Linked DNA regions of Mus musculus: regions 2, 3, 4, 5, 6 and 7 are each linked to region 1. The links are chromatin contacts, called in public HiCAR-type, HiChIP or PLAC-seq and promoter capture Hi-C maps. All regions are on one chromosome and are shown on one strand. Each heading gives the region's core, a stretch centred on a gene start, on an enhancer-like site or on the middle of the called end of the contact. The rest is flanking DNA. Distances are from core to core; before and after follow the strand shown.

Region 1 (2,717 bases), core at 100-2,599:
AATAATTAAAATCTTTAAAAAAAAAAGAACTAAGTAAGATACACCATTAAAAACGACAAACCTAAAGCCAGTTAATCGATGACACAAGAAAACAAGGTGAAAGTTAAAAGAGACAGCAGAGCACACCGTCGCCTGTGTCTCGACAACATAGGTAGTGAAGATTAAGAAAGCATATGCAAAAATGGGACTTAACTGGGGCAGTCTGATTGTACTGTTATTTTGGATTTGCTGTATCTAACGGGGGCTGTTAAGAGAGAGAGAGAGAGAGAGAGAGAGAGAGAGAGAGCGAGCTTTCTTTGAGACATTAAGCCTATAGGTCTTGTTATGCCTCGGGAGATACCTGTCCTTCGAGTACACATTTCCTCATTTGATCAACTCTTTACCAAAGGCCGAGTCTGAGTGATTAATGCTTTCAGTGAAATAGCTTTTTGGAATCCCTAGCTACTCATCTGTCACTACCGGAATCTATTACACAAACTGAAGAATATACCACTTAAGCTTGCAGTGAACGGAAAAGATCATGTGGTGGATGGTTATAACACAAAATGCTTTGCGATGCTATGCTAATCTGTATAGGGCACAAAATAACTATGATACAATACATGCCATAAAAATGTTAAAAAGACAGAAGGGGGTCCTGTGGCACAAAGGCTTGAAACAAACAAAAAATCATAAATCCAATGCATCGTAACGTTCAAAACCGAAATCTAAACCACCCGGGGATATTTTTTTTAACTTACATCCTACCTATTTTTCTGTTCCTAAAAGCCAGCAACAAGCTGTCATTCATTCAACACTCATTCTATCCCTGAACCCGAGGGGTCGCGTAGGCGTAGCCGCGACTCCAGGCCGCTTCCCGCAGTCGGGCCCACTCCGCGTCGTCGCGGCGCGACCGGGGACTGCAGAGCCTCGGCGGCAGGGGTCCACAGCCCACTGCGCGGCTCGTAGGGAAGCCTAGCAGCCTGAAGGCAGGCCTCGATGTGCAGACCTCCGCGGGGAAGCACCAGGGTCCCCTGCTAGGCGGCACCATTACCTAGACGCGACGGTCCCGAAGGAGAAGCCGCTGCCCGCTCCGGTCCCGCCGGGGGCCACAGTGGTGGAGCCGAGGGTCCCAGACCCGAAGGAGAACCCCGTGGCCATGGCGGCCCTTGGCGCGAAGGCGTCAGCTAGGGTGGAGAGGCCTAGGACGCTTCTGTCCCTTCACTGCCGAAGAGGGACGTGCCACATAGCTGGTGCCCAGCGGGTACCGGGTGGGAAACAACCCCAAGCGGCGGTGCGGCAAGGCGAGGGCGGAGTGGGCGGAGCCACAGGCGAACGCATGCGCGACACCGCCCGCGCGCCGAACGCACTAGAAGCGCGCCCGCCGCGCAGGGAACCCTGGGATCGGAGTGGAAGCGGTACTCGTGTGAGGCCGGGCGGATGAGGTAAGGTGGGCGCCCCGCCTACTCGCTTAAAGCGCTAAGCCCCTGAAGTGCCCGGAGAGTCTCGCGGGATTTCGTGCTTTACTTCCTGAATGAAGGCCCTGGAGTGCGGCTTCGGTCCGGCCTCCTGTCAAAAGCCATGCGTAGAGTTCTAGAGTTGGAGAAGACCTTGGTCGTCACCTCACATTCCTCCAAGGGGACGTCTGAGTTTCATTTGGGTGTCGCTGCACCCGAGAAAAAAAGAGGGTGTCTACCTTTTGAGGGTCCAGAAATGTACGGGTTTTAAGTCGCACACGCTTCCGGTCAGCACCCCATGGTACTGCACGCTTGTGCTTCCTGCACGGAGGGTTCAGCGGGGCGGCGTGACACTGCCAGGCTCCTCTGCCTCCGAGTCTGAGGTCAGGACACTGTGCCCCAAATCCTAGTGGACGGTGAATGGGATGGGTGCCGTTCTTGGGGACCTTCCCTGAAGACTGCTTCCTGGCTATGTGGCTTTCCCATAACTTGGGGTATTTACGAGAGGAACTGCGAATTGGAAAGTGTAAGGACAGGGATGAGCGATCTGGCTGGAGAGCTGGCTCAGCACCGACTGCTCTTCCAGAGATCCTGAGTTCAATTTCCTAGCAACCACATGGTGGCTCACAACCATCTGTAAAGGGATCTGATGTCCTCTTCTGGTGTGTCTGAAGACAGCTACAGTGCACTCATACATAAAATAAATAAATCTGAAAAAAAAAAAAAACCCAGAGGGATGTAAATTAGAATGTACGGGCACCCGGAGCAACGTGGGCACCAAGAAATGCTTCTTAGCGGTGGTCTGGGGACACTGCCATCATATCATGGTTCTTTAATTCTCTGGCAGGAATTGGCATACTATTCCTGCAAGTGCGTTGACCAGCTGCCAAGTTTTGTTCGATGAAATTGATCCCATCATCAGACCCCTCAGATTTATGCTAAAGCACAATCCTCCCCATGGTAGTGATTCGAACAAAAGCCCAACGGTCTCTGAGTCTGGCCCTCAGTGCCCTTTATATGACAAATCCTTGGCACTTCTTTTCTCACAGCTCCCCCACAATTCAGCACTTGTTTTGTGTTGACCTTGAGCATTGCTACCTGCAGTTGGCTGAACCGGAACACCCTCCAGATTCATTGTAGAGCCCTGTCCTCTCCCCCAAATACTCATAGTGATGAAAACTCTGTTCCTCGCCATTTCCCTTTGGCAGGTCACAAAAGTTAGATGACGTCAAAAGGTGTGTTTGGCACATGATGTCATGTCAGCCATGAGCCATGCAAACT
Region 2 (2,717 bases), core at 114-2,613, 2.9 Mb after region 1:
ATTCAGAACCGAGTTAAGAGAACCCTGAAGTTGTTGCGAGACTGAAATAAAGAATCTTGCATCTGAAAGTGGCTCTGGGATCACGGGTCTAAGTTAAAGGGTGCTAGAGAAGGCAGGTAAGGAGACCTTGCAGGTCAGAATGAACTACCTGTCACTGGAGCTGTCAGGAGCTCAAGTTGGATTATAAAGCAGATTCTTGCTCTTGCTCTGATTACTTATCCGTGCAAGAATCTGGCAACTGTACCTTCTTCTCCCCTGAAACCTACTCTTGGCGTTCATTTCCTTGTGGACCCTGTCTATGCCCTTAATTACACTGCTATCCATGTTTTACCCCACAGAGTGCCCATCACTGACAGGTGTCCAGGGTCTGCTGAATGGCTGAGAGCACTTGTTAGAGCTAAATCTTAAAAAAGGGAGGATTCTGAATGAGAAAAGCAAGGGCACCAATTAAGAATACCTTTAAATAAAATACAGTGCCTGATGTTTCCAGTGAAGGGGAAACGTTTAAGTTTTTGATGTTAACTGGATGTGTCATCATGCAACAGTTACATACTTTTGTCAGAGTAAGTATTATCATAAAAGCACGCGTTTAAGAAAGGGAACAGACCAATGAAATACGAAAAAAACCAAAAAAACAAACATGTTCTGGCCTCTGGCAGCCAATAACTAGTAGGAACTTGGACACAACAAAAACCGTAGGAAGCACCCAGGAATAAAATAGTGGCTGCAGAAAGGTGAGTAAGCTTATGCGGGAGGTGATGTCTGAAAACTGGAAGGAGTGGGTGGGGCGAAGTAAGTTTCATTCCAGTGAAAATAGGCACGATAACTCCTCCAGGGTTCCTTATGTTCTCAAAATTGTTCTCAACCGTGTTCTCTTTAATCTCAATTCTGGAACGCACCCATTTAGGTAAAAATAACTCCAAGCTTAGAAGAACAAAATACGCAGCCAAACTACCAAGAAAAGCAATGGCTTGAACAGACAGAAACCTTGAAAGGCGGGGGGGGGGGGGGGGGGACATGGCCCTAGTGGGGGTGCGCGACCCAGGCAGGGATCCCGCCTTCCGTGAAGACCAGGGTGTCAGAGACCATCCATCCTCTAGAGACCTCTTGTGCGGGAAGCCGCCACAGGCCTGCGAGGGAGCAGGGATGCTCGACTTACCTGGTCCATCTTGGGTATAAAATTCCGCCGGCCTCCCATGCGGAATCGCAGCAGGTTATAGAACTCCTCCGGGTGGCCTAGACACTTGACGAACTCCATCCTTGCGACTGCTGGGCGCGGGGCTCACCTGTCGGGATCTCCCGCTCCCACCTGTGTTTAGACGCCGGGGAGTGGGCAGGGCGAGGAGGCGGGGCCAGCGCCGGACGTCCCGCCCACCTCCCGCCCTCCTCAACCGGCCGCGCCGCTCGCGCCTCCAGGCTAGGACGCGCGGAGTGGACTGACGGACGTTGATTGGCCAGAGCTGCTCGCACCAGGAAAACGTTAACCAATCGGAAGCCGGAGGAGCCTGGCGCGATGACCACACCCTAGAATTTGATTGGAGAGCTGGAAAGCAGCCAGCGAACACGATTGGTACCCAGCAGAGAGCCTTTGTTCCTGCGTGTCGTAGGCTGGCAGCGAGCGAGGCGCATGCGTGGACGTTCTGGAGTTCCGCGAAAGGCTTGAGAGCTTTGCACGATCCTAGGGACCTCGGCCTCCAGTCTGAGTTCACCTCTTGATATACCTAAGGGGTTGGCTGGCAAAGCCGAGTCAGAGTGAAAGGGTAGCAGGGACTGGAAACGCGCCTCGCGGCTTGAGAACAGATAAAACAGTCTTGCTTTCCTCCGAGGAGTTTACAGGGGCTCGAGTTTACCGGGGCTTTGCTGAGCCCCGGGAAACTCCAAGCGGGACAGCGCACAGTATTTCTCAGACTTCTCCACCCGTCTTTTGTGAGACGACATGGCGATGATTCTTGGATCCCATTTTCAAAGCTGCAAAAACAAAGGGAACTGAGCTCTTAATACCTCTCGATGTTCTAGTTGACGTGAACCAGGACTTATGTAGTGCTTGCAAAATCTGCCCGAGATTGGGCCTCCCAGGGATGTGATGGGAACAAATACCTCCTGCTCTCCCCAGTTAAGGATTGCAAGGAGCGAGGAAGGGCTCCCTCCCAGTTCTATTGGTAGTTGATGGTTGCTGGTGGAATGACTTAAAAAGTTACTAGCATAAATGATACATAAGTTTTATTATGAAGTCTTCATACACTTATATAATGTATTTTTATTACATTCCCCTTTACAGTCATAATTCTTACTGTTCCAATTAGCCTTCATTTCTACTTACACCTTTTTATTATATTTTGATGTGAGCATAAGTGTTATCACACACATACCATGTGTGGAAGTCATTTCTCTTCTTCCATTTGACTCCTGGAGATAGAACTCAGGTCATCAAGTTCGGTGGTGCCTTTGTATCACCTAAAGATAGACAAAGATTTTAAGTGGTATGTCTGCTAGTAAGTTGCCCATACTTCTGTTAGTAACCCTAATTAAACCTACTGACAGATCAAGAAGAAAAATGACTAGTTTTAAAGACAAGTTCAAGAAGAGTGGGGGCGGGAAGACGAGAGAATAATAGGGGTTGAATATGATCAGAATATATTATATACGTTATAAAATGTCATAATACAGCCCATTGTTATATATGGTGAATATGCTAGTAAAAACATATTAAAATTATT
Region 3 (2,717 bases), core at 104-2,603, 2.9 Mb after region 1:
TTTGAGGAAGGAAATTCATGGACCACAGAAGGTGAGTTTTAGGAAGGTGGGAAGGACTGTAGGGAGCTGAAGGGAGAGAAAGAAGGCAAAGGTCTTGAGCAGCCCGTGGGGTCCCTGGAGGGAGTCGGATCCCATCCTGGAGCCCCCCAAAGCCTGGGGGTTAATAGGACTGTAGCCTTTAGTGGGATGGAGGCAGGAAGAAGGTTGAGCTAGCTGGTCAGTCCAGTTTTCATTCCAGGTGTTGAAGTCATTTCAGTTTGGGTCACAGCCTCAGTATGGCTTCCAGGAAAGGTCACTCCTTTGTGGAAAAGACTTGAAGACCCCCTTCCTGGCAGCCAGAGACACTTTTGGCTTAGACACTTAAACATCTCTAGCTCCTGCCAAGGGCCAGGCTCTGGGCATGTCAGAGGACATTTTGGGCTTTTAGCCAAGAAAGGCTGCTCATTTTTGTTTGGACTTTTTACCCTAAAATAAGCAGCCAGTTTCTACCTGTTGTCAGCAGCTGGGACAGCTGGCCTTGGACAGATGGCCATGGACCTGCCTTTCCGCAAGTTTTCTGAGTTCTTCCTGTATTCCACTTAACTGGGGTTCAGTAACTACACTTCCACTCCTGTCCTTAACTGGGAGCCTACCAATAGAACCTTGGAATCCACTAGATCCAAACCTTTCTTATCGTCACAAGCCTGGCTACAAGATACCATGCTGACATGAGGCCATTCCTATATTACAGGATAGACCTAAGGATTGGAGAGATCTGAGGGTGCTCGACCCTGGGGTGGGGGTGGGGGTATGCTATGACCTGTCAGATCAACTAGGTCAGCCAGCTTCTCACTGGCTAGCTTACCACACAAGATGGGGGGAGGTTCATATGGCCTGGCAGGAGTTCTGAATTTCATAACATGCCTTGGACAAAATTCATGGGGTTTTGGTTTCTCTCTTTCTTTTTAAACTAGGGATCGAACCCAGGGCCTTGGGCTTGGTAAGTAAGAGCTCTACTTCTGGGCTACAATCCCAGCCCAGTTCTAGTTTTTGGTTGCTTCCCTTGGTTTGAGTATTTCTACGCCATTATAGTCTGAGCTTCAGAATATAAGGCCAGGAGGCTCCTCCAGACATTTCCAGGTCCCCGAGCCAGCGGGGCCTTCCCGAGGAATGCATGTCACGAAGATGTTGTATCTTCCCAGTGCAGGGTACCTGCAGAGGTCCCTGGAGAGCATCTCTGTGCGAAATGGAAAGAGAGCAGACAAACCACCAGTTTCTTTTGGGTTTAACACAGCTTGCAGAGTCCCGGGATGAAGGGGGAGGGGCCGGCAGGGGCGGGGGCGCGGTCAAGCATCACGTGACGAATCAGCCCCCAGCGGAGGGCGGAGCTGCGCGGGTACTTAGGAGTGCACGGGAGAGGCCAGGAGCGGCTCCGTTTGGCTTGGTGGCTGCAGGCCCAGGCTGTCGCGCTGCGCTCGGTGAGTTTGCCCGGGGCACAGTGGCTCCATGGCGGAAGTCACTTTGGCTGGGGTCGGGGGAGCGGGCTGAGCAGCGGTGGTGGAGACAGGCCCTTCACTTGCCCAGGGCGCAGGCGCGGTTCCTCCGCGGCCCTAGATGCTGCTCGCCCTGGCGGATCGCGGTCTTAGGCTCCCGCAGGCTAGACCGGCAGAGCTCCAGCTTTCACGCTTTAGGGCCGAGCCTGGTGACCCCGCGGTGATCGGCTTCTTTCCAGTGGCCTTGGCGCACTTCAAGGGCGGAGGTGGGGACTTCGGGGAGCTCCGAGGGAGGAGCTTAAAGGGAAGGGTTCAGCTCTGGCCCTTCCAGCTCGCAGATTGCAAGTCTCAGGGGTGCTCAGGGCGAGTATCGACCTGCATCTAGTGCAGGTTTGTGGCTTATTCTAAAGAATCTGCCCCGGGAACTTTTCCACACACAAACCCACGCAGTGCCTGGCACCCTAAAAGACCTGTTCTATTGAGAATGGGAACCTGGTAGTGGGTGGCTGGGGTGGAACCTGCACGAAGAGTTAAACCGAGAAACAGGAAGAGAAGCAGAGCTAAAGGATAGGGGCTCTCCCAGAACCTTTCTCTGGAGGGGAATGGCCAATGTGATGGAGGAAAGGTACTTGCAGGACAGCCTCCTTCAGTCAGGGCCCTGCTAGCCGGGAGAGATAGCATCCTCTCCCAGAGTGCTGGGCGTGCGGACCAAGAGATAGGTAAATTGGACTTGGTCCCCTAGGGCCCAAGAGTAAAGGACTAAAACCCATCCGCACCTTACCTCCACCTAACCAGATCCCCTCACGTGTTTGGGAAGGGAGATAAATTGTGGGATTGAAAGGGAAGTTTAACTCCTTTTAGTGTCTCGGGAAGACTGATCTCCAGGTGCTTCCTGTGAGGGACTGCTGTGGAGGTATGGTCTGCAGTCCCCGGATTCAGAGTAGCATTTGCAAAATGTTGGTGAAGGTGTCATCTTTGTTCGAAGCCGTTCAGGGGACAGTTGTTTCCCATAGGCTCTGGCCATGGTGACCTAAAACTCCAGAGTCCCCAGAGCCATACCAGAGCAAGGCAATCACGGCACTTGGAAGGCTGAGGCAGGAGAATCGCTGTGCATTGGAAACCAGCCTGGGCTATGTAATGGATTCCACAACAGTGGGACTACAGAGGGAAACGGTTTCATTTCTTAATCCCTCCTTCCTTCCTTAAAAAAAAAAAAAACTCATGCTTAAAAGAAGGTGGAGGAAA
Region 4 (2,717 bases), core at 127-2,626, 2.9 Mb before region 1:
GAAGACAGAATTTCCACATTAGAAAACAATAGCTCAGGTCATCTTGTGCTCCTTAAGATGTCCCGGCCCCCTTCTAGTTCCCTGTCCATGAGCTCAGAAATAACTGACTGTTGAGTCTCTCCTTGGGAGTCTATGAACCACCCACAGCCAGACGAATGCAAAATCCAGTCAAAATCCCACATGACACCTGTCAGGTGCAGGCAGAGATCTACTTCCCAACGGAGACCTGCAAAAACCTAGCCCGTGACACCAGTGGCTCTCACAGAAGGCGAGGCAGCACAGTTCACCACAGGAGCAAAGTGCACACTTTTGATATTTCTTGACCATTCAACCACAGGCAACCACGGGAAAGGACAAAGGTACAGCTAATTCTGCAGTTCTGTAAGAGAGAAAATAGCAACAGCATTCTGACACCTCCCTCCAAAGAACTCTCAAGGAAAAAGCCTGAACTTGGGACTGGTCTGCAGGCAGAACAACAAGTAGCCAAAACTATAAGCAGGGACATGAAGCCACTCCTTTAATAGCTACCAACCAATACTAGTTATTATGTGTTGCTACACGTTGATAGACTTTCAGACAGCTAGGCAATGAAAGATATTCTAAGCGTTCTTATTTTTTAAAAAAAGAAGCAATAAGGAGAAAGGGGAATCATGAGAACAGAAATTGGTGTGTCAGATGAACTTGGGCTGTTAAAGTGACTCAGCCTCCTGCCTTGGGACACATACACACAGGAAAGCAGGGTGCCTTGACTGACAAGGTTTCTGCCTCGAGAGATTTAGCCTAGCCCAGTGGTGCATGCGAACCAGCCTCCTTGCCAACCCAGGCCAATAGTTATCCGTTAGTTACTATCATCTTGGTAAAACTCTTGTCTGCGTTCTTAATAAGAATAAGCTGCTTTCACGCTGGGGTATTTGGCAGGAGGATCAAGAGTTCAAGGATAGCCTCAGCTAACCTAGAAATTTTGAGGCCAGGATGAGCTACACAAGACCTCCGTCTCAAAAGCATAAGAACACAGTTTTCGCAGGTTCATTGCTAGTATTCAATGATGCCAGGCACCTCTGGCCTGCGCTGACAAAAGTGACCCCGCACCGATTTAAGGCTCTCCTTACTGCTTGGCTAAGCCACGGCCACCACCTAGTCTACTGCCAGACTAGCTTCGGAGCCCAAGTGCGAAGCGCCTGGAGGAGCGAGGTACAGCCTGATGCCCACCCGAGGCACCCACGGCCGCCCGCGGGAGGTCCCGCGTTCGGGACGCTGCCAGGGCGCCAGCCATTGCAGCACGGCGCCACTGAGACCTTTACCTGCCTACGATCACCACCCCGCCCGCTGCTGGGGACGCCATGGCAGATCCGGGCCTGGCTGTACAGCTGCGTTAGCGGAGGGAGCGAGCAAAGCAGAGCGGGTCGCGCGCCAGAATAAGGCTGGGCGCCTGGGTGGGCGTGCCCAAACCTCATGAGGACTATCCCATTGGCTGACAAGCTCCGGGGAGGGGCCAAGGCGCAGGAGAGGCGGAGCCCTCGGGGAGAGACTTCAGGAAGGCCACTGGGCTCTAGCACCGGGGAGCGTGGGACGGTGGATGCAAACAGGGAAGACCAGACACTTCTGAGCTGAGCAATTTTTATTTTTAAGTTTCTAACAGGAAACCATTAAACCATGAGCGGATACTGCCAGGTTGGCGCAAAGGTTCACCCCAGAGACACTTTCAAGAAAATGTTGCTTTAAAGACGTTAGCACCAGTTTGTCACTTTAAGGACTTTTGTTCCACTGTTTACATTCTACTCTACACTGGAAATCCAGGTCTGGTGAGATACCTGCAGCCTGGCTTCACTGATGTGAACGGAGGCCCGGATACTTAAGGGACAAGCTACAAATGGAAACTCCGGATATGTTACTCTGAGAAACGGAAGGACGAATTTGAATTCCTTGTAGCGTACCACAGCTTCTGTGTGCCTTACTTCCTCCTTCCAGAGGCGTGCAGTGCCAAATGTGTTAGGAAAAGAAAAAGAAAAACCAAGCAGGGCGTGATGGAATGCACCTGCTCTCGCAAAACCTGGGAGGCTGAACCGGGAGTTCCAGCCAGGCTACATTCAGAGACAGCAAGACCCTGTTGCAAAAAAAAAAAAAAAAAAAAAAAAGGCTAGTGCCCTGATTACACTTGGGTCTGAGACCAGAGAACGAGAGGCATTACACTGCATGACACAAGTTTTGTGCCCACAATCGGAAGTGGAAACACTTTGAGGCCAGCAGTTTGGGAAAAGCTGAAATCAGAACACACTCACACTGACAGATTCAGGAGAGTAGACACTTGCCTTATTCCCACCACCTTGTCAGGGATTCGGAAAGAGAAACCTCTGAGGCAGTCAGGTTTTTAAACAGTTCCACAAATTATCAATAAACATTTGAAGATGCCGAGCCCCGTTTAAATGAGATGAAAAGTGGCACGAGGAAAACACCTTTTACCCATCAGATCGGCCAAATTACACTGATGGCCAGTCCCTCTCTGCAAGGGAGAGTGTACTGACTGGTTTTGTGTCATCTTGACACAAGCTGGAGTCATCAGAGAGGAAGGCTGCTCAGTTGAGGAGATGCCTCCATGAGATCCAGCTTAAGGCATTTTCTCAACTAGTGATCAAGAGGGGAGGGCCCATTGTGGATGGCCAGTAGGCAGCTCCCTATATAGCCCCTGCATCAGTTCCTGCCTTCGGGTTCCTGCCCTG
Region 5 (2,717 bases), core at 99-2,598, 2.8 Mb before region 1:
CACTCCATACCCACTTCATGGGACTCAGGCTTGTCTGCTACCCATCCCACTTTATATGTAACTAATTACATATGTTGACAGTTTATTTGATAATTAGTGTGGGAACAAATAAGAAAATATGTTGCCTGATGAACCTTTATTTTAACAAAAACATAATGTCTTCTTCTCAGACAAGGACTGGGTACCCTGAATGTACAGTCATTTAAAAAAAAAAAAAGTTCAGTGCTGGACAATGGTGGCACACACCTTTAATCCCAGCACCAAGGAGTTTGAGGCTAGGCTGGTGTACAGAGAGCTCCAGGACATCCAGGGCTACACAGAGAAACCCCGTCTCAAAAGACAAGCAAACAAACAAACAAAAAAAAAAAAAGAAAAAAGAAAAAAGAAAAAGAAAAAGATTGACTCTAGTATTTATCTTTCTTTTTTGAAGTGCAGTAACTTGTGATTCCAGTATTTTTTCTTTCTATATTGAAGTGCAGTAACTTAAAATATCCCCATGATGTTCACTAATTAACGTAACAACTACTTATTGACACACAGTTGCCAGATACTGTCAGTTACTGTACGATATACCCCACTTGCAAGGTAACCTTCTGAATGCTGATACAACACACCTGGATCAGAGATAAAGAGGTTTAGTCTTCAAAACACACCAAGTAGCCCGAACCTGACCAATCTAATAGTTTGTCCCCTACATCTGTCCCCACCCCCATCCGTGGGAGGCTAAGGTGGATGTTACATATTCAATGACTTTCTGACACAACTGAACAATAAAGGTTAGTAAACTTCAGTTTTTTTATAACGGGCTTCAAGTCAACATGCCCAACATTTGCTCCGGAAAGAAATATTATTTTGTCTTTAAGACAGGGTGTCCCCTGCTGGTCTTGTACTCCTGAGCGTCATCTCTACTCCCATTGCAGATGTGCGTCATCATAGCTGGCATTACATTACCTTTACTTTTTAATTTTCAGATTAAATTTATTTAGAGAGAACCCAGACAGGATTAATATGACAAATTTATGGGACGACGCGTACAATTCTACGCAATGTTCCACAGAAAACAGTCTTCCAAGGTTCCCAAGCCGCGTAGTGGCTCTGGGACACATTCTATTCATCCGGGCCATCTTGCTCTGGTCTCCAGCTTTGGGGATGGCTGCCTCGGGGTTCACTCGACCTTGGTTTCCTTCTTGTGATTACTCCTACACCTGTAGCATCTCCTGGACCACCATAAACATTGGGCCAGCCTCGAGAATCACTCCGCTGTTGGCGGACCACAGGTCCCAGCAGCCCTGCACTTCCGGTCACGAGCTTCCGGCCTCGCCCACGCGGCGCGGAGGCCTGTGGGAGCGGCTTCCTTGGAGTCGCGCCTGGCAACGGCTGGGCGTCCCGCTCTGGCCTGCCTAGGATCAGGCGTCGCTTCTTCCCTCGGCCCACTCGTGGTCAGCCCGCTCCTCCTCGGCGCGAGGTAGGAGAAGCGCCCGGCCCCTCGCGGCCACCCTCCCTGCTGCCCTCTCCCTGCCCCGTGCGTGAGCGGCGGCGGGGTCGCGAGGGCAGGCGGGCTGGCGGCGCCCAAGCCCGGCTCCTGGCGACTGCGCTTCCGTAGCCAACACTTGGATGGTGCTCCTCTCAGGGGGTGGACTTCCCGCTCCACCCGGCACGGCTACCCGGGCTAATGTCACACGGCTTGGCGATGCCATGGCAGCAGTGAAACTTTTAGAGTTTCACAGTAGGTTACAGCGAACATTTCTAATACTTGCATCCGGTGAAGCTTTGATTACCTAGTAATCGGGAGTAAAAGCAAAAGTACAGAAAAGAATGAATAAATCACAGTCTTATAAAGATAAAAACATATCTTCTGGGAATTGATTCTAGGACACCCAGTTTCCCTGGATACCAAAGTTCCCAGGTGCTCTTTCACATATATACGATGGTATATTTGTATTGTATATAAGCCATTTTCCCATTTTTGTTATCTTAGACTGTTTATTGCTCTATAATTAATTGTTATGCCTAATTGTTCAGGGAATAATGAAAAGCACGCTCGGGAGGCTGGGGGCGGGGGGGGGGGGGGGGAGCCTGTGCATGTTCAGTTCAGATAAAAAATTTCTCCCAAATGTTTTCAGTTTCTAGTTGGTTGAATCTAAGGATGCACAGACAAAAGATATCTGACTACTGTTTTCCCAAAAGCCTAAAATTCCACTTTTCCTTTTTATCTTCAACTCTGGTTGGTAACTTTGGAGAAACTACAATAGGCATTTTGAGTGTGAACTGTATCAAGGTAGAAGTATATAAAAAGGACTTTGCCATGTAAAATAGTTTCACTGGCAATATTGAAGTGACAGCATCCCAAATTATTTTTGAACCACCTTGGAGAATATAGAAATACTGAGTTGTATTATTTCTTAGCCATTCATAGTTGTTAGTAAAGGATAATTCATTTACTATTTCCTAGCCTTGCTTTCTACATCTTTAAAATTTTGTGTATTCCACTATTGGTCTGTCTCCCAGGTGTGTGTGTGTGTAAATCTGGTTAAAAGCCAGAAGAAAGGTCTAGTTCTAAAAGCTGATTGTTTCAATACCTTATGAATAAACGAAAGTGAGATCAGAAGAGTTTGTAAGGAGGGAGCTTTTGAGTATATGATTTGAAAGTGTGATCGATGGAGCAGCAGCTTCAGCATCCATCCCTTGGGAACCTATTGATCAACATTCTGGGGCTG
Region 6 (2,717 bases), core at 95-2,594, 2.7 Mb before region 1:
TTTACCCACCGAGACATCTCCCCAGCCTCAAGTCTGGAATAATTATTAACATGTTTGTATCTTCATAAAATGCTCAGATCTGGGAACTTTTTATTTAATCTGCACCTATTTATAGCCTTTGCTCCCCTGTTTAATCACAAATGAATCTTATGCTCTACTCAGTTTAAGTTTTCAGTAACTGGAGGCTTCCACAAACTGGTCAGACACTGGAAGGTACTTTGTTGATTAGCACAGTGAGTAGTTCCGTGGAACTCTGGTAATGACAAGCTCGCCTCGAAAATACTCCTACGCTGTACCTTTCAAATGGAAAATTAGTAGTACTTGAGTGCTGATGTCTTTATTCCCGTTTTTTTACTAGGAAGGAGACAACGTTAACAATTTATGTGCGAGTCAAAGTGTTTCATAAACCCAAATGTGTTTACTAGGAATTGTAAAATGTTTTAAGCTGTAAGGTTTGAAGGGACTTTTAAAGGTAGAGCCGCTACAAAGTATTTCAGTTTTAAAACATTGAAGGCAAGTGTTTTTCTGCATAGCAGAACTGAAACGCAGTTAACCACTGGTTTACAACTTGGTTAAAACCCAAAGCTGCAAGCCGTTTTAGGGAGTCAAAAAAATATTTTGCACACTTTCAAAAAGCGTTCAGCTAGTCTCAGCCATTTCTCTTTATTCTCAAAGCGTAAATGCTCAAAAGTAATCATATTCACTAGCTGGATGCCTGGTAAGCAAGGCATTTAAATAATGAACAAGTAAGTGAGCAAGCTCTCTTCAGATTCAATAGAGTCCTTCATTTGAGCTGATTCCCCTTAATTTATTCACAGAACTTTAGGCTCATTTTACATGTCTGCTCACACAATTAATTACCATGATTGAGTTCTCCAACACTGTAAAACTAGACCAAGAGATGCCCATTTACAGCATGTGTCAGGTGGGGGAGGGTATTTATTACTCGGCCCTTAGCTGAATAAGAGGCATGGAGTCATTTTATGAGTATTTAAGGGAAAACAGCCTCCTTCTAGCCTAACAGAACATAACTGTTTTTTAATCTCTTGTATAATTCTTCGAACTATGAAATCCCAGAAGAGGAAGTGGTCGCAAGAAGGAGAGTCCTTCTAGGTTGGAGTTCATTCATTTCCAAGTGGCCTGTCCAGCTCCTGGACCGCTTCAATGTCTAGAGAAATCCGTTTCCTCTGAGCCAAAGTCGGCCTCTCGACTGCATCCCCGAGGCCCCACTGGTCCGTGCCGAGGCGTCGAGGCCAGTCACCACCTCCTCCTCCTCCAGCCAGGCGGACCGCCAGTCCACTTCTGTAGGGGCGACACCCAGCCCGCAGGCCACACGCCCCGCGTGTGCGGCGCCCTTATTTACTTCGCAGAAGAGCCTTCAGCCCCCCTCCTAACAAGTCTGGAAAGCATCACGGCGACGCGATGTTGGGGACACTGGTGAGCGCCCTCGGGGGTACCGGCGAGGCATGGCCGAGGCCGGGCTGGGGCAGAGGGACGGGGGGAGGACGGCGGGACGGCCCGGAGAGGCGTCTCACAGGCACTCGCAGCCCGCCGCGCAGCAGCCCGGCAGGCACACGCACACGTGCACGCGCGCCCCGCACCCGCCCCCCGCGCGGGCTCCGGCTCTGGGCGGCGGCGGCGGCGGGGGCCGGGGGCGCGCGGGCCGGCGGCGGGCCGGGCCCCGGGGACCGCGCGGGCGGCGGGCGGGCGGGGACGGCGCTCGGGGGCCGGCCCGCGCGGCGCCCATGCTCGGGGAGGGCCTCACGGTGTGCGGAGCGCCGGGCGGGTCCCGCGACGCTGAGCTCGGCCTGTCCCGCAGGTCTGGATGCTCGCGGTCGGCTTCCTGCTGGCACTGGCGCCGGGCCGCGCGGCGGGCGCGCTGAGGACCGGGAGGCGCCCGGCGCGGCCGCGGGACTGCGCGGACCGGCCGGAGGAGCTCCTGGAGCAGCTGTACGGGCGGCTGGCGGCCGGCGTGCTCAGCGCCTTCCACCACACGCTGCAGCTCGGGCCGCGCGAGCAGGCGCGCAATGCCAGCTGCCCGGCCGGGGGCAGGGCCGCCGACCGCCGCTTCCGGCCACCCACCAACCTGCGCAGCGTGTCGCCCTGGGCGTACAGGTGAGCGGGCCCGAGGGGAGGGGCGGGGCCTGCAGAACAGGTGGGTGGGGCAGGGTGGAGTCCGTTGGAGGGCGGGGCCGAGGGGCGGGGCGGAGCACGTGGTGGGCGGGGTCGGGTGGGGCCTGGGCGGGGCCCGGCTGCCACTGGAGCGGTATAGGTGGACGGTGCTTGAAGGAAGGGGTCGTGAGGGGGATCGGGTGGGATCGGCTGGAGCGGGAGGGGAGTGGCAAGACGGTCGGGTGGTGCTATGGAGATGGTGTAGTGCCCGAGGGGCGGGGTCTGAGGAGCGGACGGAGGTGATGGGTGGGGCCGGGTGGAACTACTGGGATGAACCACGGGGGGCAGGCCAGGTAAGGCGGGTGTCTACTGGTCCTAGAGCTCAGGGAGGGGCTAGGAGAGGCAGATGGTATAACTAAATTGGGAGCGATTGGTTTCTACAAAGGTCTGTCACGATCTTTGAAGAAATGCTGCTTCTGTATTTGTTATGCAATAAATACCAATTCTCTGCCAGATACACCATGAAGAACCAGGCCACATGACCCTTTTTTACAGGAGGCCTGTAGGAGTGTAATCTAGAAGTGCTGGGGCGCCGAGAGCTAAGA
Region 7 (2,717 bases), core at 88-2,587, 2.6 Mb before region 1:
CCAACAGAATCCTTGACAGTAACCTTAAAGTAGGGTAAAAAAGAAATCTAGCTGCATTTAGTTGTTAAAATGTCTAAATCATTTCAAGTAATAAAATGGACATCTAATTTTAAAAACAAAACAAAAAACCCTACAAATGCAATCGTCATAATTTACAAAGAACGAAAGAAAGAAATCAGGCTGAGCCAGCAAGCATAAGACACACAGTTTACTAAGTAACGAAACAGTATCCTTCTCCTTACTTTTGCTCCCTATGTGAAATCCTGTTTATAATACCGACTCGTCCTGCTCAAACACCCTCACCAAACTATTTCGTGGTAGTTGTTAGACTTCAGCTAATAAGTACCTGGGAACCTGCCACAGAGTCAGTTTTCCAAAACGCGAAACCCACAAAGAGTAGGTCTTGAACCAAGTTTTGCCCCAACGACCTTGGTCCTAAAGATTAGCCTCTCTCCCTCCGGCCGGTCCGTCCACGTGCCGCCTGCTGCGGTTACCCAGAACAGTCTGCATGTCAGGCAAAGAGCTAGGGGACCCGATCCACAAGAGAACGAGGGTTGCTAACAGCACCCAGACTATGCCATCCCTCTCCTAACAGGATCAACTCCCCAGCGTCATGCACACAGTCCCAAGAATGTTCCCTAACCCAAGTCCTGCGGGGTTCACCCTGTGCCTTGCTCTGCTACCCAGTCTGCCTAGCGAGGTATGGAGCGAAGCTGGCGGCACAGGAAACTCTCCATCTTACACCACTACACCCCAGTGCCAGGCGGAGGAACAAGGCGGTCAGGGAAGGAGACAGCACTAGAAAGTAAAGAACCAAGGCAAGAGGAAAGTAGGATGGAGAATCCTGCGCCACGCCACCACCACCTCCACTTCAGGGTTCATCCCAAGGCCCTTCCTGGCCACCAACCCAGCGGACAGCAGGCCTGACCAGGGAGAGCCAGCCGGAGTCCCACTAATCCCCCGTTTCTCCGGACCCGGCGTCCTCACCATCAGAACTTTGGCCGCGTTCTCCAGCTGAGCGATCACTTCTGGGGGCCCCAGCGCCGCCGCCATCATGGTCTCTCTTCAATGACGCGCCATGCGCTGCATTCTGGGAGCAGGCGCCGCGGCCGGCCAATCGCCGCCGCGACCCCGGCGCCTCTCGCGCCTCCCGGGCTGTCGCAGCAGCCGTCGGCGTCGCGCCCCCAGCGGCCTGACGGGACCGCCGATTCCTGAGCAGCTGGAAGGAGACAAGCGTGAGCCCGGTCGCGGCGCTGGGAGGAGGGCGGCGGCAGCCGGCACCGGGCGAGGCCGAGCGGTTGGCTCTGTCAGCCGCGGCCGGGCATCCCGCGCGGGTCTGGGGCCTGCGCATGCGTGGTTCCCTGCTGGGTGCGGGCCGCGAGGTCCTGGACCGGAGCCGCGCAGCCCGTTAGCTGCGGGTTAAGGTTTGGGTGTCCTGCCCGTGCGGGAGCTTCCTCTCGCTCCCATAGGCTGTCCGGTGTGGAGCAGGATCTCTTAGCCTTGGAAGCGCTCTCCTAAGGGTGCGTCTACGCCCAGAATTCATGCCTCCCGCTCCGCGGTTCATTCCGCTGTGAGAAAAGGGCATCCGTGGACGAAATGCTTGGTTTTCTTGATTTTTGAAACCCTCTCCCTAACCACTTGGCTTCCTGAAGTCAGTAAGGGCTCAGCTGCCGCCAGCTTTGGACTTCAGGAGTTTATAATAGCAATGCTAAGTACAGAATCTGCGAGGAAAGGTGCGTTACAGTAACTTCAACGCGCTGTCTTCTCTCCGGTTCTTTAAGGTTTTGTTTTTCAAAGTCTACGTCCAGGAAAGTGATCCCGACATCAGCTAGTTCAATGTTCAAAAGGTGGTCTAGTTGAAGTATTTGTATGTTTCGACCTGACAGCTCCATTTTCTGAGTTTTGTTGACTGCCTGTTCTGCTTTCTGGGGAAAATCCACGTTTTTGAGTTCCTTCTGTAGACTTCCTGGTTTTCCCAGAGATTTGTAAGTCTGCCCTCCGCCCCTTTGAGGTTTTGTGTCTTCGAAATAGAATTGCATTAATTTTTAAATGATTTATTTTTTATTTTATGTGCATTGTTTTGTGTGCATGTATGTCTGTGTGAGAGTGTCAAATCCCCAGCAACTGGAGTTACTGATGATTGTAAGGGTGCTGGAACTGAACCTGAGTCCTCTGGAATTGCAGCCAGTGCTTTTAACCACTAAGCTATCTCTCTATTACTATTGTTTCTATTGAAACAAATGTAAATTCTTCTCTTCACCCCACCCACTCTCAGTGCCTTTATTTATTTATTTTATATGTAAATACACTGTAGCTGACTTCAGACTCCACAGAAGAGGGCATCAGATCTCACTATGGATGGTTGTGAGCCTCGATGTGGTTGCTGGGATTTGAACTCAGGACCTTCAGAAGAGCAGTCAGTGCTCTTAACCGCTGAGCCATCTTTCCAGCCCCTTTTCTTGTGTTTTTAACAGGATTTTTCTATTCACGCTGTAGACCAGGCCAGCCTCAAACACAAAGATCCACCTGCCCTCTGCCTCCTCAGTGCTGGGATTAAAGGCATGGCCAATCGGTTTTTTGTTTGTTTGTTTGGATTTTTTTGACTTCTCTACTATTTTTGAGAAGTAAATTAATGAGATTTTTTTTTTTTTGCTTGAGAAATAAAAGTGTCTTTCATTTCATTACCAGATGACAAAATTAGTTGAAGTGCTGTTAAT

The links. Promoter capture Hi-C pulls out the DNA fragments that hold promoters and counts their contacts. HiCAR-type assays count read pairs that join an accessible place to other places. HiChIP or PLAC-seq counts read pairs in DNA pulled down with a chosen protein or histone mark. Capture Hi-C pulls out chosen DNA fragments and counts their contacts.
Region 2: a contact with region 1 is called in a promoter capture Hi-C map of pre-B cells, with 4 times the contacts expected there. The contact joins the promoter of Fdft1 here to the promoter of Nupl1 in region 1. A contact is called at or near these places in 1 of 39 promoter capture datasets (pre-B cells) and 1 of 9 other capture datasets (adipose tissue).
Region 3: a contact with region 1 is called in an H3K27ac HiChIP or PLAC-seq map of bone marrow-derived dendritic cells, with 15 times the contacts expected there. The contact joins the promoter of Ctsb here to the promoter of Nupl1 in region 1. A contact is called at or near these places in 1 of 39 promoter capture datasets (pre-B cells) and 1 of 115 datasets of contacts at active chromatin or transcription factors (bone marrow-derived dendritic cells).
Region 4: a contact with region 1 is called in a promoter capture Hi-C map of adipose tissue, with 3 times the contacts expected there. The contact joins the promoter of Cryl1 here to the promoter of Nupl1 in region 1. A contact is called at or near these places in 2 of 39 promoter capture datasets (hippocampal neurons and liver), 1 of 115 datasets of contacts at active chromatin or transcription factors (astrocytes) and 1 of 9 other capture datasets (adipose tissue).
Region 5: a promoter capture Hi-C map of liver shows a contact between it and region 1, with 4 times the contacts expected there. The contact joins the promoter of Ift88 here to the promoter of Nupl1 in region 1. A contact is called at or near these places in 4 of 39 promoter capture datasets (embryonic stem cells, hippocampal neurons, liver and 1 more) and 2 of 115 datasets of contacts at active chromatin or transcription factors (astrocytes and large pre-B cells).
Region 6: a contact with region 1 is called in a promoter capture Hi-C map of pre-B cells, with 3 times the contacts expected there. The contact joins the promoter of Il17d here to the promoter of Nupl1 in region 1. A contact is called at or near these places in 2 of 39 promoter capture datasets (hippocampal neurons and pre-B cells) and 1 of 115 datasets of contacts at active chromatin or transcription factors (astrocytes).
Region 7: a HiCAR-type map of astrocytes shows a contact between it and region 1, with 4 times the contacts expected there. The contact joins the promoter of Xpo4 here to the promoter of Nupl1 in region 1. A contact is called at or near these places in 2 of 39 promoter capture datasets (hippocampal neurons and liver), 1 of 484 Hi-C or Micro-C datasets (B cells), 1 of 115 datasets of contacts at active chromatin or transcription factors (astrocytes) and 1 of 9 other capture datasets (adipose tissue).

What each region holds. Positions count from the first base shown.
Region 1 is chr14:60,250,130-60,252,846 of GRCm38.p6, forward strand. It overlaps Nupl1 (nucleoporin like 1), which reads right to left and starts at 1,350. Exons shown (of 15, transcript NM_170591.2): 1 at 1,034-1,350. The coding sequence starts at 1,140. Gm38641 (a long non-coding RNA gene) reads left to right here and starts at 1,345. Exons shown (of 3, transcript XR_874661.1): 1 at 1,345-1,424.
Region 2 is chr14:63,176,524-63,179,240 of GRCm38.p6, forward strand. It overlaps Fdft1 (farnesyl diphosphate farnesyl transferase 1), which reads right to left and starts at 1,364. Exons shown (of 8, transcript NM_001360211.1): 1 at 1,160-1,364. The coding sequence starts at 1,258.
Region 3 is chr14:63,121,109-63,123,825 of GRCm38.p6, forward strand. Ctsb (cathepsin B) reads left to right here and starts at 1,354. Exons shown (of 10, transcript NM_007798.3): 1 at 1,354-1,457.
Region 4 is chr14:57,397,107-57,399,823 of GRCm38.p6, forward strand. Cryl1 (crystallin, lambda 1) reads right to left here and starts at 1,377. Exons shown (of 8, transcript NM_030004.3): 1 at 1,302-1,377. The coding sequence starts at 1,342.
Region 5 is chr14:57,422,723-57,425,439 of GRCm38.p6, forward strand. Ift88 (intraflagellar transport 88) reads left to right here and starts at 1,349. Exons shown (of 26, transcript NM_009376.2): 1 at 1,349-1,465.
Region 6 is chr14:57,523,485-57,526,201 of GRCm38.p6, forward strand. Il17d (interleukin 17D) reads left to right here and starts at 1,345. Exons shown (of 3, transcript NM_145837.3): 1 at 1,345-1,437; 2 at 1,820-2,115. The coding sequence starts at 1,423.
Region 7 is chr14:57,663,901-57,666,617 of GRCm38.p6, forward strand. Xpo4 (exportin 4) reads right to left here and starts at 1,338. Exons shown (of 23, transcript NM_020506.2): 1 at 988-1,338. The coding sequence starts at 1,056.